Regions from separate parts of the Mus musculus genome. Here all the other regions are linked to region 1. A link is a contact called in public HiChIP or PLAC-seq data. All regions are on one chromosome and are shown on one strand. Each heading gives the region's core, a stretch centred on a gene start, on an enhancer-like site or on the middle of the called end of the contact. The rest is flanking DNA. Distances are from core to core; before and after follow the strand shown.

Region 1 (4,224 bases), core at 1,166-3,665:
CGTGGGAAGGTGCCCTCGTAGTGCTCTAGAGTGGGAACCTAACTGGTTCCTCTAGCCTGATGGTTCTCAGCCTGTGGGTCGTGACCCCTTTGGGGGTCAAATGAGCCTTTCATAGGGGTCGCATCTCTGATATCCTGCATATCAGATGTTTACAGCACAATTCATAGCAGTTGCAAAATTAGAGTTACAAAGTAGCAACAAAAAATTATTTCATGGGGGGGGGGGGTCACCACAACATGAGGAAGTGTACTAAATGGTTGTAGCATTAGGACAGTTGAGAACCACTAGAGGGTAGTCACTGGTCCTGGCCCTGGGGAGATGGATGGTTAACCTGGTCTGAAGGAGGCATCTGAGACCTCTGGGCCTGAGAAGAATCAACAGACACAGGCCCAGAGCAAGGCCAGAGCTTGGGTAGAAACTAGAAGAAGCCATAGTTCAAGGAGGGTGTGAAAGAGACTGGAAGGAAGGGACAGTGGGACAGATGACAACTGCCTCTGAGTCCAGATTAGACTTGAATTTGCTGTGTGACTAAGGATGTCTTGAAACTCCTGATTTTCCTATGGCCATCAGATGGTGTGTCAGGATTACAAGCTAAACCACTATATCTGGTTAATGAGGCACTGGACATCGAGTGTGGGGCTTCTTGCATGCTAAACAAGCTGAACTACACCCTTGGAAGTTCTTATCCAAGTCTTTGTGATGTCTCACTGGGTTGAGAACTGTTATTCTCTATAGATCTGGGCATATATAGACTATGTTGGATAGTGGACCGTGTCACCACACAGAAAATCTGGTAAGGTGGAGAAGAATCAGGAACCCCAGCAATTCTGGCATTTGAGACCCGTAGGCATTTAAATCTACTCTTGACTCCGGTGGAGTGGACCATGACACTCCATTGAGAGGACTGTGACAATCAGTCACGTAGGGACAACAGCTGAGGTCCTTCCACGAGCCAATGAGGCATTCCTAACATCCACCGTGAATAAGCAGTTTGGACAAGCAATGGCTGTTTCCTTCAAGGACCGCCCCGGGGGGCAAGCCTTTGTCCTACAGAGCAGTGCTCAAGTCTCCGAAGCAGGTCTGAAACTAAGCCGGATTCCCTGTTTTTAGCCCCACCCCACCCTCATCCCTTCAACTCTTGGGGTTTCCATGCCCAGGAGTTTGAGAACCACAGTTTCCGACCCAGTGACAATGAACTGGGGCCCCTATCTTAGGTTTCATTTCCTCTCCCCTGAGCGGTATGACCCACAAGCCCCGCACCCCAGCGGAGAGAAAGGAACATAGCCTAGCGCCTCTGTGTTTTATCTCCCCGAGTGGCAAAGCGAATGCAGATCCATATATATTCTTCCTTTGGCCTCTCTCTCTCTGGTGTGTTCTGCAAGCGCTCCCCTCTTAGAAAGCTGAGTCTGTTTCTGATCCGCGCATACCTCAGTTTGTTTATTAGAATACTGAACGTTCCCTGCGTGTTAGGAATAAGCAACAGGGGCTCCATGATTCAGGGGAGGAGTTTTCTTGTCGCTATGAGAGACCAGCCAGGGGCATCCAGAAGAGTCCAGAGCAGAGAGGAAAAGCAGCAGACTGCCTGCCCATGGACAGGACCATCTCTCAGGAGCAGAGAAAATAGGAGTGGGGAGCTAGAGAAGAGAATAGTAAGAGCGGCAGGGGGTAGAGTGGGGATATTGCTGGTTTTAAGGAAAACGGACGGGGCTGAGGTGGAAGGGCCTGGGAGCTAGCAGAGCGGAGGAGTCAGGGAGGTGAGAGGGGTCAGAAGGCCAGTGCAGAACAGGTACATGTGAACATGTGTCATGTGAAGGAGTCTGCAGGCTAGCATGGGCTGTCATGTGGACCCACAGAACTGTTCTGACAGGTTTCTGAGGAACTCTTTGTGAGAACTTTGAGCTATACACAAGAAACCCTATAGTCCAGCTTGAGCTGCGGGCCAGACTGTCATTTTGGACAAAGACAGTGGGCCTGCCCTTTATTTCAGGGGGCTGGGGAGGGTTCTTGGAATTTTTCCTTTTGGACCTAATAATAGGTATCACTCTAAGGATTCTAAGTCCCAGCCCAGGAGACTAGAACCCAGGAGGAAGAACAGCCTGGCTTGAGGCCCTCTAAAGGTCTGCTGCTGTTTGTCAACTCTCCCAGGTAGAGTCTCTGCCCAATGAGGCACCAAGGACTAGACCCTCCTCCTCCCCCAACCCCTTGCTGCCCTTCCCAGTTAATGGTACCAGCATCTCAAGAACTGCTTGCTCTGTCCTCAGAAAACCTCCCAGGGTAGCACACTGACAGCAGGTCCCAGAAGTTGTGGGACCTTCCCCAGGCTCCAATCCCGGAGATGTTTATTCTCTGGGTGGAGGGTGAGAAAAGCAAAGAAAGATGTTGCAATCCACTCCGTCCACGTCAGACACGTCATCCGAAAGGGAGGAGTAGGGCAGGGCCAGAGGAGGGACAGCCTGACGCGGCCACCAGCCCTGACTCAACCTGCCAGCCCCCTTACCTGGCCAGCCTTGAGGAGATGGAACAGCCCAGGCTACAAGGCCTGCCCCCACTCCTCAACTTCCCTTGATAATGAACCAGAAACTGAAACTAAAACAGGCAGGCTCCCCGTTAGAGATGAGTCACTTCCCAAAGTGACTGAAGTAGCCGAGAAGTGGAAACAGAGGGGCAGAAGAGAACCCAGGGCACTGAGACAGGTGAGAGCAGGTACCAACCACATAGCTGCCCAAACTGGGAGGCAATGGGAGGGGGCTTCGAGGTGGGACAGCCAGACAGGACCAGCAAGCTCTGGGACCTATAGCACACAGAAGCTGAAGGCTGGCAAGAGGCCAGCTTCTGTTGCCAGGTGGCACTGGAGATAATGGGCAGGGCTCAGGGTGTAGTTTGGCAGGGTGGTGGCCCAGGATGCCTGGAGGGCTGTTGGTTCTTGACTGACAGCCTGGCTCTCCCCCACCCCCCACCTCCCCATCCTCCAGGGCTTTCTGAGGGTCGCCAAGGAGCATGGCAGGCATCCCAGAGGTGGTGGCCATGGACTGTGAGATGGTGGGGCTTGGGCCTCAAAGGGTGAGTGGCCTCGCCCGCTGCAGCATTGTGAACATCCATGGCGCAGTCCTGTATGACAAGTACATCCGACCCGAGGGAGAGATCACGGACTACAGAACCCAAGTCAGCGGGGTCACGCCTCAGCACATGGTGAGGGCCACGCCATTTGGTGAAGCCAGGCTAGAGGTAAGTGAAGAAGGAGCAGGAGTCGAGGCACATTTGTCCTTCCACCTCAGCTCCTTCCTAGGGTCTGTGGTCTGTGACTCTCCCATGAGGAATTTCTCACATATTTGAGGGAGGGAAGGACTCTGGGTCTCCCTATCACAGCCCTCAACTAAGTTAGTCTCCCCACCACCAGAGAATCTTAGGCTCCCATCTGCAGCTGTTTTCAGGGCATCTTTCTGGTCCAACTTTCCGGTCTTATGATGGGGACATTGAGTCCCACCTGATGTTCCTTCTCTTCTACATCGCACTGCTCTGGTGAGCCTGTGAAATGAGGTTCTGAGGCTGAGCTGGCTCTGACTCAGAGGCCAGAGGCTCCTGGGCTGAAGGAGACTGTGTTCCCAGACTGCGTGCTCTGGGCCACTGAGGCCCGAGGTTCTTACCCTTTAACCTTGTGTCCATGTCTTCCAGACATGTAGGACACGGAGCTGAGCACTCTAAGGGCTGCCCATCCTCCCACTGGGCCGCCAGATAGATCAGGCTTGCTCATCCGCTGTGTGGCAAGCAGCCAGGCTCTGCTACTGCCCACTGGGTGGAAATCCCAGTACCCTGATGGTGCTTAGCAAACCGCCCCCCACCCCCCAGATTGCCCAAACACTAGTAGCACTTGTCACACTTGTGCATGTGCGCTCTGGGAGGGATAGGTAGAGGGGCAGTGTGCCAGGGCCAGTGGGCAGGAGTTATGTGTAAGTTTATTTGCCTGCCGTATGGGATTTTCTGGGCTTATTTCTGTGTATGACTTTCCTTCAGGGCTTCCCCAGCCCCGGGAGTTCCATTCCCCATCATTTGTTTGCTTGCTGTTAAGATAGGGTCCCATGTCGCTCAGGCTGGCTTTGATCCTCCTGCCTCTATCTGCCCCAAATTCTGGGGTTTACAGGCATGTGTCATGGTACCCGGTTTATATGGGCCAGACGCTAGGTCCTCCAATGCTAGGCAAGCACTCTGCCAGTTGAGCCACACTCC
Region 2 (4,224 bases), core at 528-3,027, 120 kb after region 1:
TCATGGTCATGATAAAAATATGGGGAAAGGGAAAGCCAGAAAAAGGTTGTGACCAGGGACCCAGCAGATGGCTCATTGGTAAAGTCACCTGTCTCCTAGCCTACAGATCTGGTTTTGATCATCAAGTCCCATATAATAAAAGGAAACTCTCAAAAGTTGTCCTCTGACCTCTACCACCATGCATATGTGTACACACTGCCTACACACAAACACACACATAACACACAACATACACACAGATGCATATATAATGATTTGTGAGGTCCTGAACCAGAAGAGTGGCAGAGAGCTTTCTTTTTAAGAAACCAGTTAATCAAATTTACATTGATTGATTGATTGATTGATTGATTGTGGGCAAGTGGGGGAGGCAGGACTGGACTCCAGGGGCTGACACTGGGCTGGATCGCAATCACTCTTACATTCTAAACTATCTTGCCAGCCCAGTTGTTTTTTTTTTTTTTTCCTTCCTCTTCATTTGAAAACACTAATCTTAGCTATCATGTGGGTCCTTCAGGGACCCAGGGTAACAACAAAGTTAGGAAAACTTTTCAGTAAGCAGCAAGAAATGGTAGTGGCTAGGCCTGGATGGGGGTGTGGAGGAGGTAGGAGATGGCTAGGACTGAGTTGGGGATAACTAAGTCCCATGCAACAGAACATCTTTTTTTTTAATTGTTTTTTGTTTGTTTGTTTGTTTGTTTGTTTGTTTGTTTTTCGAGACAAGGTTTCTCTGTGTAGCTCTGGCTGTCCTGGAACTCACTTTGTAGACCAGGCTGGCCTCGAACTCAGAAATCTGCCTGCCTCTGCCTCCGGAGTGCTGGGATTAAAGGCGTGTGCCACCATGCCCGGCATAACATCTTGCACTCACATTTGTGTGTGTATGTGTTTTGTTTGTGGTGTTGGGGATGAAATGGAGGCTTTGTGCATGTTTGACAACCACTGACTTCATCATCAGCACTTAATAGGGCATCTCTGAGGACTTTCATGGTCGTCAGCAGCAGTCCTCAGGGAGCTAAATTGCTCTTTGTTGTCAATTTGCCAGGATCTAGAATCACCCAGGAGACACGCCTCCATTCATGCCTGTAAGAGATTATCCAGATTAGATTACTTAAAGTAAGAAGACACACACTCTCAACCTTGGGCAGCACCGTTCCCTGGATCGGGGTCTGGGCTGGCATAAAAAGGAGAAAGCCAATGACAGGAGTGCCTGTCATTCTCTGCTTCCTGACTGCAGATCCAATGTGTCTCCAGCTCCTGCAGCCAGGGCTTCCCCGAGGGTGCAATGGACTGTACCCTCAAACTGAGAGCCAGAATCAATCATCCTCCCTTAAGATGCTTTCGTCACAGTACCTATTCACAGCAGCAGGAAAGGAGACTAAGACACAGAGCAAGACTGGTACAATATGAGATTGAAGGTAGTGTCAGGCTCAGCTGGAGCAGAGACTTAAACATTATCATTTTTCTATAAATCTTGCTCCCCAAGTGCCTTCCTTGCTGTAGCCTTGCCTTAGCCCTATTGTGGCCATTTAAGTTGGGGTATCATTTTAGAGAGTTTAAAGAGAATGGAATTAACTAATTAAGTGTAGATGTTATAAGCTCTTAGAATTTAAAAAAAAAAAAGAGGTTTCTTACAGCCTTTACTGCTAGCAATAAAAACCTATGGACGCATTTTACAGAGTACATAATCAAACTTCTTTAGCCGCAAGAGTAATAAGTAATAAAGCCTCATGCTGTTGACACTGCTGAATGCCTGCTGAGTCAAAGCTCAATAAAAGAAACACTATGCCTGTCACTTCCTGGTTTGCAAGCAACTTGTCATACTACAGAGTGTACTGTAAACAGGACTGAGTTCATCTCTCCCTGGCAGAATCACACTCTTACCTCAGTAATGGGTGGAGGTGCGGATGAAGCTACATTTGTTGTTTTGCTTTGTTTTGTTCTTTTGTTAGTCAGCTTTCCATGACTATAACAAAATGCCCTAGAAAATCGACATATAAAGAAACATTTATTTAGGCTCACTGCCTTAGAGTTTCCAATCCAATATCAGGCAGTCTATTGCTTTTAGGTCTTTAGTAAGCTGAGGTGGTAAGGCTGTGTGCATCATGGGAGAAACAGGTCAGGAAGCAATGCTGAGCATCCCAGTTTGGGATGTGAAAGAGAAAAGGAAATTCAAAGAGCTAGGACCTCAATATCCTCTTCAGTTACATCACCAATGACCCGAAGACCTTCCACTAAGCCCCACCTCTCAAAGGTTAAGCCATCTCTCAGAGTGCCATCACATGGTGACTAAGTCTTTGATATACGGACCTTTGGAGATGTTTAGATCCAAATGAACCAGTCCTGTTCCAGCACTAACAAAACATTGAAAACACTCTTCATGTGTGTAAATAATTTGGCAATGAGTAAAATTATGCTGAAGTTTGCAGCATTGGAGATTATTGTGAACCTTGCAGTTCATCTTAGATCAGTGGTGTTGATGTATGCACACATAAGGGTGTTGAGGCCTCAGCATTTAGGCAATGGCAGACTATGCTCATAGTAACCAATTGAGAGGTGGGAGCCTCTACTGAGAAAATAGACAAGCCTGTTGGGCATTTTCTTAGTGATTGATGGGGGAGTACTCTGCCCACTTTAGGTAGGGACACCACTGAGCTGATGGTCCTGGGTTCTATAAGAAAGTAAGCTAAGCAAGCCATGTGGAACAAGCTAGTGAACAGCACCTCCCCATGGCTTCTGTTCCAGTTCCATCCTCCAGGTTCCTACTCTGTTTGAGATCCTATACCAGCAGTCTTTGATGATGAGCGGTGATGTGAAAATATAAATAAACTCAACCCTTTCCTCCCCAACTTGCTTTTGGTCATGATGTTTCATCACAGACATAGTAACCTTAATTAAGACATGGCTCAGTGATAGTGTTTTTATACAGCATTAAGTTTCTGGGTTCCATCCATAGAAACATACACAGTCAATGGTTAAAAAACAACAACAACAAAAAAGCATTTTAATTTCTGTCTGAGTTTCCAGCTAAACTATCTACTCTTTTCAGAGAACATCATTTTTTACATGAAAGGACAATGAAGTGTAGGAAGGAACCAAACTGAAGCCATTTTGAGTAAAGCTTCCATTTTGAATAGGGGTCGAAAAATGTTCAAGTTTATAAGACCTCCCTGGGTAACTGACATCCTGGTTGTCAAGTTGAGATATGAATACTAGGCAAGTCACTTGGTTACAGCTGAATTACCCAGCCAATAAGAACAGGATATGTGTACCACATAGAGAAATGTTCCTAGGAAAGTTCCCTATCCCAAAATCCTGATTGGTGGGAAGATGTAATTGTAACTTGGCACAGGTGTTTGTGGTTTCAAGTTTAAGGCCCTGTAACGTTCTAGCTCGGTCCCTGTAACGTTCTAGCTCGGTCCCTGTAACGTTCTAGCTCGGGGTCGCAGTTCAGCTCCTCAGTCTGTTCCTTTGTTCTGTGTCCCTGACTGATCAGTAAAGGCTTGATTACAATAAATTTCTGTTTTCAGTTTTGACCTGGTATCTGAATTGTGTTGGATATAAGTGGACCCCATAACATATCCCCAAACTGTTATTACAACTTAGGTATTTAGTAGAAATTTTCTTGAAAATAGAGTGAGCCTGTCAGTTTGTGGCTGATTGTAACATTAAATCTTTCAAACAAAACTTTGGATTTTAAAACTTATTTCTGGTATCATGAGCTATATCCTGTTAGCTTCCCAATGAAGAGTTTTAGTGGTGGCATTAAGAAAGGTGGTTCCTTTAATGGTTTGTAAAAGATGGGTCAAAATCTAGAAGATGTGTAAGCTCAGTGAGTCAGTTTTCCAATGGTACCAATGAGTAGAAGACCCATCCAAAGAATAATATATAGAGATACAGATTTTACTGTAGCTCTGAATTATCCAGTGATCTAGGAAATAGAGTGAATATAAATGAGGTACAATTACACACATGTAAGAAAATGCCTTAATGAAACCTGTTGCTTGCAATCCCAACCAAGACCCTTAGGGATGGGGAAAGAAGATGCAGAGTCAATGACGCAGACTCCAGGAGTCAGGCAAGAGGCAAAAGCAGATTCATTTATTGCAGGAACTGGGCAAACCTTTATGCCTCCCTCCCCAGCATCTCCCTGGCTCTCAAGTAACCAGATGTGAAGCTGACTCTTTCTCATTGACTCACTCCACTCCTGACCCAGCATCAGCAGTCTCT
Region 3 (4,224 bases), core at 1,186-3,685, 77 kb after region 1:
AAAACCATCCAGTGGAAAAAAGACAGCATTTTCAACAAATGGTGCTGGCACAACTGGCGGTTATCATGTAGAAGAATGCGAATTGATCCATTCCTATCTCCTTGTACTAAGGTCAAATCTAAGTGGATCAAGGAACTCCACATAAAACCAGAGACACTGATATAAGTCAGAGGAGAACGTGGGGAAAAGCCTCGAAGATATGGGCACAGGGGAAAATTCCTGAATAGAACAGCAATGGCTTGTGCTATAAGATCGAGAATCGACAAATGGGATCTCATAAAATTGCAAAGCTTCTGTAAGGCAAAAGACACCGTCAATAAGACAAAAAGGCCACCAACCGATTGGGAAAGGATCTTTACCTATCCTAAATCAGATAGGGGACTAATATCCAATATATATAAAAAACTCAAGAAGGTGGACTCCAGAAAATCAAATAACCCCATTAAGAAATGGGACTCAGAGCTAAACAAAGAATTCTCACCTGAGGAATATTGAATGGCTGAGAAGCACCTGAAAAAATGTTCAGCATCCTTAATCATCAGGGAAATGCAAATCAAAACAACCCTGAGATTCTACCTCACACCACTCAGAATGGCTAAGATCAAAAATTCAGGTGACAGCAGATGCTGGTGAGGATGTGGAGAAAGAGGAACACTCCTCCATTGTTGGTGGGATTGCAAGCTTGTACAACCACTCTGGAAATCAGTCTGGCGGTTCCTCAGAAAATTGGGCATAGAACTACCGGAGGATCCTGCAATACCTCTCCTGGGCATATACCCAGAAAATGTTCCAACCGGTAATAAGGACACATGCTCCACTATGTTCATAGCAGCCTTATTTATAATAGCCAGAAGCTGGAAAGAACCCAGATGCCCCTCAACAGAGGAATGAATACAGAAAATGTGGTACATTTACACAATGGACTACTATTCAGCTATTAAAAAGAATGAATTTATGAAATTCCTAGGCAAATGGATGGACCTGGAGGGCATCATCCTGAGTGAGGTAACCCAATCACAAAAGAACTCAAGCATCTTCTAAAAGTCATTTAAAAGAGACCACACCGTTCCTAGGACCATGATCCTACTAAAGACTTTATAACAGTCAAGGATTTAGATTCACAGTCAGTATCCAGCAGTTCCTGGCTGTCATAGTACATGCTAAGAGAGAAAGATGCACAGTTGTCATGGGAAGCCATTAAGGGTGTGTGAGCAGCAGAAAAATGTGAACACACTCAGGACCAGATAACAAGATGGGAGTGGAGTTTGTGTGCAGAGGATTCTGCCTATGGTTGTATGTTCAGACAGCTCCAACCCCAGGGCCTCTGATCCTGCCTTCCCCACACCCACAGGCTCCCAGCCTATTAGGAAAACAGTATCAACCTTGCCGCCCAGGCTTCTGCAGCCTGGATGTGAATGTGAAATCTTGTCTGAACATGCTGAGCAAAAACAACAAGACTCAGCGAGAAATGGCAGGTCTGCCCTGGTTTCCAGTGGGGTCTGGTTTGCCTCCTGGTCTGGAGTGAGTGCCTGGTGTTGCACATTGCTTCGCCCTCTTTCCTTGGGTCCTTTGGGTTATTTATTTATTTATCTATCTATATCTCTTCAGCACGTTGTTTCTTTCCATTAAGGAGCTCCTTGGTGAACTGCACTGCACACATTCAACCTTCTCAGAGCACCCATTTTGTTTAATCTGTAGCATCAATAAATGGATGCTAAGGGTAGATGCGAGTAGATGGATGAATTCAGCCTGCATCCCAAGCAGGTGTGTGGTAGGGCATAAGGTAAGATGGGGACTTCAGCACAAGTGTGCCTTGCTTACTGCCTGTCTCTGGCAGAAGGGTCCTCAAGATATGGTGTGTATGGGCTTGGGTGGGGGGAGGGGGAGGGGCGGCGTTATAAGTAGAAATATGAGAGACTACTAGGTAAGGCTGTTGCCAGGGTAACATCCATCCCCACCCCCTCTCCCCTCACACACCCGAAGACTCCAGGCACAAACAGCTAGTTAGAGTCTGACCAAGGAGTCCTGGGGTTGCCCAGTCGGGTACTGCAAGAAATCTGATGAGAGACAGAGAACCTGTATTCACCTCTGCCCAACCCTGGACCCTGACCTACTGCAGAGGTGACCATGACCTTTACCATCTCTATCACCTCTGTGAGTGGCAGTTGCCCCCCACCCCCACCCCACCCCACTCAGACTCATGCTGAGAATGCGTCTTTGCTCGACCAGATCCAACGCCTCTGCGAGTGGGATTGAGACAGACTGCGAGTGTTCTTAAGAGTAGATTCCAGCAGAGTTGGAAGCTCCAACACCAGGGGAAGGTTCTGAGTCCGCGGCAAGCGGCACGTCCCCCTAATGGGCGTGGTCCGGACACCGGACTCCACAACCGGAGCCTTCAGGACGCTGGGAGGTCTGAGCTCAGGGCAGCATCAGAGGAGCGAGGAGCTGGACAAGGGCAGGCTTTGTGCGCAGCGGCGGGACTGTGAGTCCCCTAACAGGGTCCTAGCCCTGCCCTGCAGATTCCTGCGGTGCATCCTGGCAGCGATGGCTTCACCACAGCCCGCGTCCGCCCCCTTTCTCCTGGAGCAGACGAAAAGTCGAGATGGGAGAGAAGCGCGCTAACCTCGCCATGATTTGAGCATACTCTTGTTTCTTGAGAAGACAAAAGTAGGGACCCTTTTTCCTGTCATCTCACACACAGGGGCCTGGGGATGCTGCAGAGCTTGTTGCTTCTGGTCTCAGTCCAGCCTCCCAAAAACCCTCAGGAGTGAGGGTCCACATAGCTGACACACCTGAGTGCCTTTAAAGCTAAGCCAGTGGGACTCCGAGTGCTGAGCTCACAACAGGAATGAGGGGACTGAGAAGGGTCTAAGTTCCTCACTCCAGGACCCTGGTTTGAATCCACATCTACCAGTGCTCAGGAGCACGTGGCTATATTCATCCACTGCCTGGCTCTCGACACCACACCAAGTGACTCAATGTGATCTGGGAATCGAGTAGCTACACTGTTCCCTGAGATGTCTACTCTGAAGGAAAATATCCATAGAAGAGTGTGTGACCTGCCAGGATGGCAATTTGGAGACACGTGGTAAGGTCTTCCGTCCTTATTCTCCCTTCAACCAGTCATTTCAAGGAATTGAATTTCAAGGAATCCTCAAAAGTCAAGTATTAAACTTCACAAAAACAATTCCCTACAGTATTAGTTACACCAGATCAACTAAGAGGCTGGCAGCTGACCTGGTGTAGACTTACAAACAGTAGGCACAGGAAAGGTGTCAGGTATCTTGTGATGTGGGGAATCTTGTTTTAAGACAACACTGGGTGTTTCTTGTTGTAGATCTCTTGCTGATCCCAGCAAGCTGATGATAAGAGCTAAACTGGAGAAGTCGGAGTTCCCAAAGGTACACCGTGCCTATTAACACAACCCCAGCATTTTCTTAATGATGAAAGAAATTAATGCTAGTTGGCATACAAAGTATGATTTAGAGAGTTGTCTTTTTTTTTTTTTAAAGAAAGGAAAAAACAAGAAAACAGAAAGCAGGAGACGGAAGGACAGATGTGTAAGGCAAACATGAGTGCCACCTTGCTTTCCAGAAGAACAAATTTAAAAAATAAGACCGAGATGTGGCCCAATGGCACTTGCTGCTCTTCCAGAGGACCTGAACTTGGCTCCCAGCACCCAAGCCTGGCTGCTTACAACAGCCTGTAACACTCATTCCCTCGGATCTGATGCTGTCCTCTAGCCGCCAATGGCACCTGCGTACACATGCCGTACATCCCTCCTCCACACACGTACACATTAATAAACCTTATAAATGCAAGGTAGATCAAAAGCACATGAGGAGCATCAGTAACTATTTGAGGCATAAACTCAACATTTAAAAGAAGGTTTCCAAGATCTGACTTTCAAAGTAGGTACTTGAAACAAAAAGCAATAGAATTACAAGGAAAAGATATTCATAACTGGGAGGTGTGCTATTTTAAACAGAAATAGGGAAAAAAAACAGTGAAAGAGACAGGCTGGGAGTAAAGGACTGAAAGAGAAATTCCTGCAAATGCTGGCCAAGAGAGAGGCTGGTGAGAGAGGGTGCAGGGAGCGTGGACATGATCCAAGCACAGTGTGTGCACATGTGGAAATGTTATCAGGGGTATTCATATCTACAATTTGTGCACACTAATAACAGCAACACAATAAAGGAATACTAACCAAAAAAATTCTGTGCC

The links. HiChIP or PLAC-seq counts read pairs in DNA pulled down with a chosen protein or histone mark.
Region 2: a contact with region 1 is called in an HNF4G HiChIP or PLAC-seq map of pancreatic cancer cells. The contact joins the enhancer-like site here to the promoter of Isg20 in region 1. A contact is called at or near these places in 5 of 39 promoter capture datasets (the C10 cell line, the HPC-7 cell line, cranial neural crest and 2 more), 1 of 484 Hi-C or Micro-C datasets (the Ba/F3 cell line), 3 of 115 datasets of contacts at active chromatin or transcription factors (embryonic stem cells and pancreatic cancer cells) and 1 of 9 other capture datasets (adipose tissue).
Region 3: a contact with region 1 is called in an H3K27ac HiChIP or PLAC-seq map of embryonic stem cells, with 5 read pairs. The contact joins the enhancer-like site here to the promoter of Isg20 in region 1. A contact is called at or near these places in 5 of 39 promoter capture datasets (embryonic stem cells, frontonasal cranial neural crest, hematopoietic stem and progenitor cells and 2 more), 9 of 484 Hi-C or Micro-C datasets (Sertoli cells, cerebral cortex, cortical neurons and 4 more) and 1 of 115 datasets of contacts at active chromatin or transcription factors (embryonic stem cells).

The regions. Positions count from the first base shown.
Region 1 is chr7:78,911,350-78,915,573 of GRCm38.p6, forward strand. Isg20 (interferon-stimulated protein) reads left to right here and starts at 2,416. Exons shown (of 4, transcript NM_020583.5): 1 at 2,416-2,693; 2 at 2,973-3,225. The coding sequence starts at 2,998.
Region 2 is chr7:79,027,579-79,031,802 of GRCm38.p6, forward strand. All of the region lies in intron 1 of Gm26633 (predicted gene, 26633), which reads right to left. Among named protein-coding and RNA genes, the nearest start is that of Acan, 24 kb to the right of the region's middle. Within about 2 kb of position 1,778, at least 14 of the 459 cell types and tissues checked have an H3K27ac peak or open chromatin away from gene starts, as enhancers often do. A contact at or near this core is called in pancreatic cancer cells, where this site is marked.
Region 3 is chr7:78,988,051-78,992,274 of GRCm38.p6, forward strand. No RefSeq gene overlaps it. Among named protein-coding and RNA genes, the nearest start is that of Gm31213, 36 kb to the left of the region's middle. Within about 2 kb of position 2,436, at least 75 of the 459 cell types and tissues checked have an H3K27ac peak or open chromatin away from gene starts, as enhancers often do. A contact at or near this core is called in Sertoli cells, cerebral cortex and cortical neurons, where this site is marked.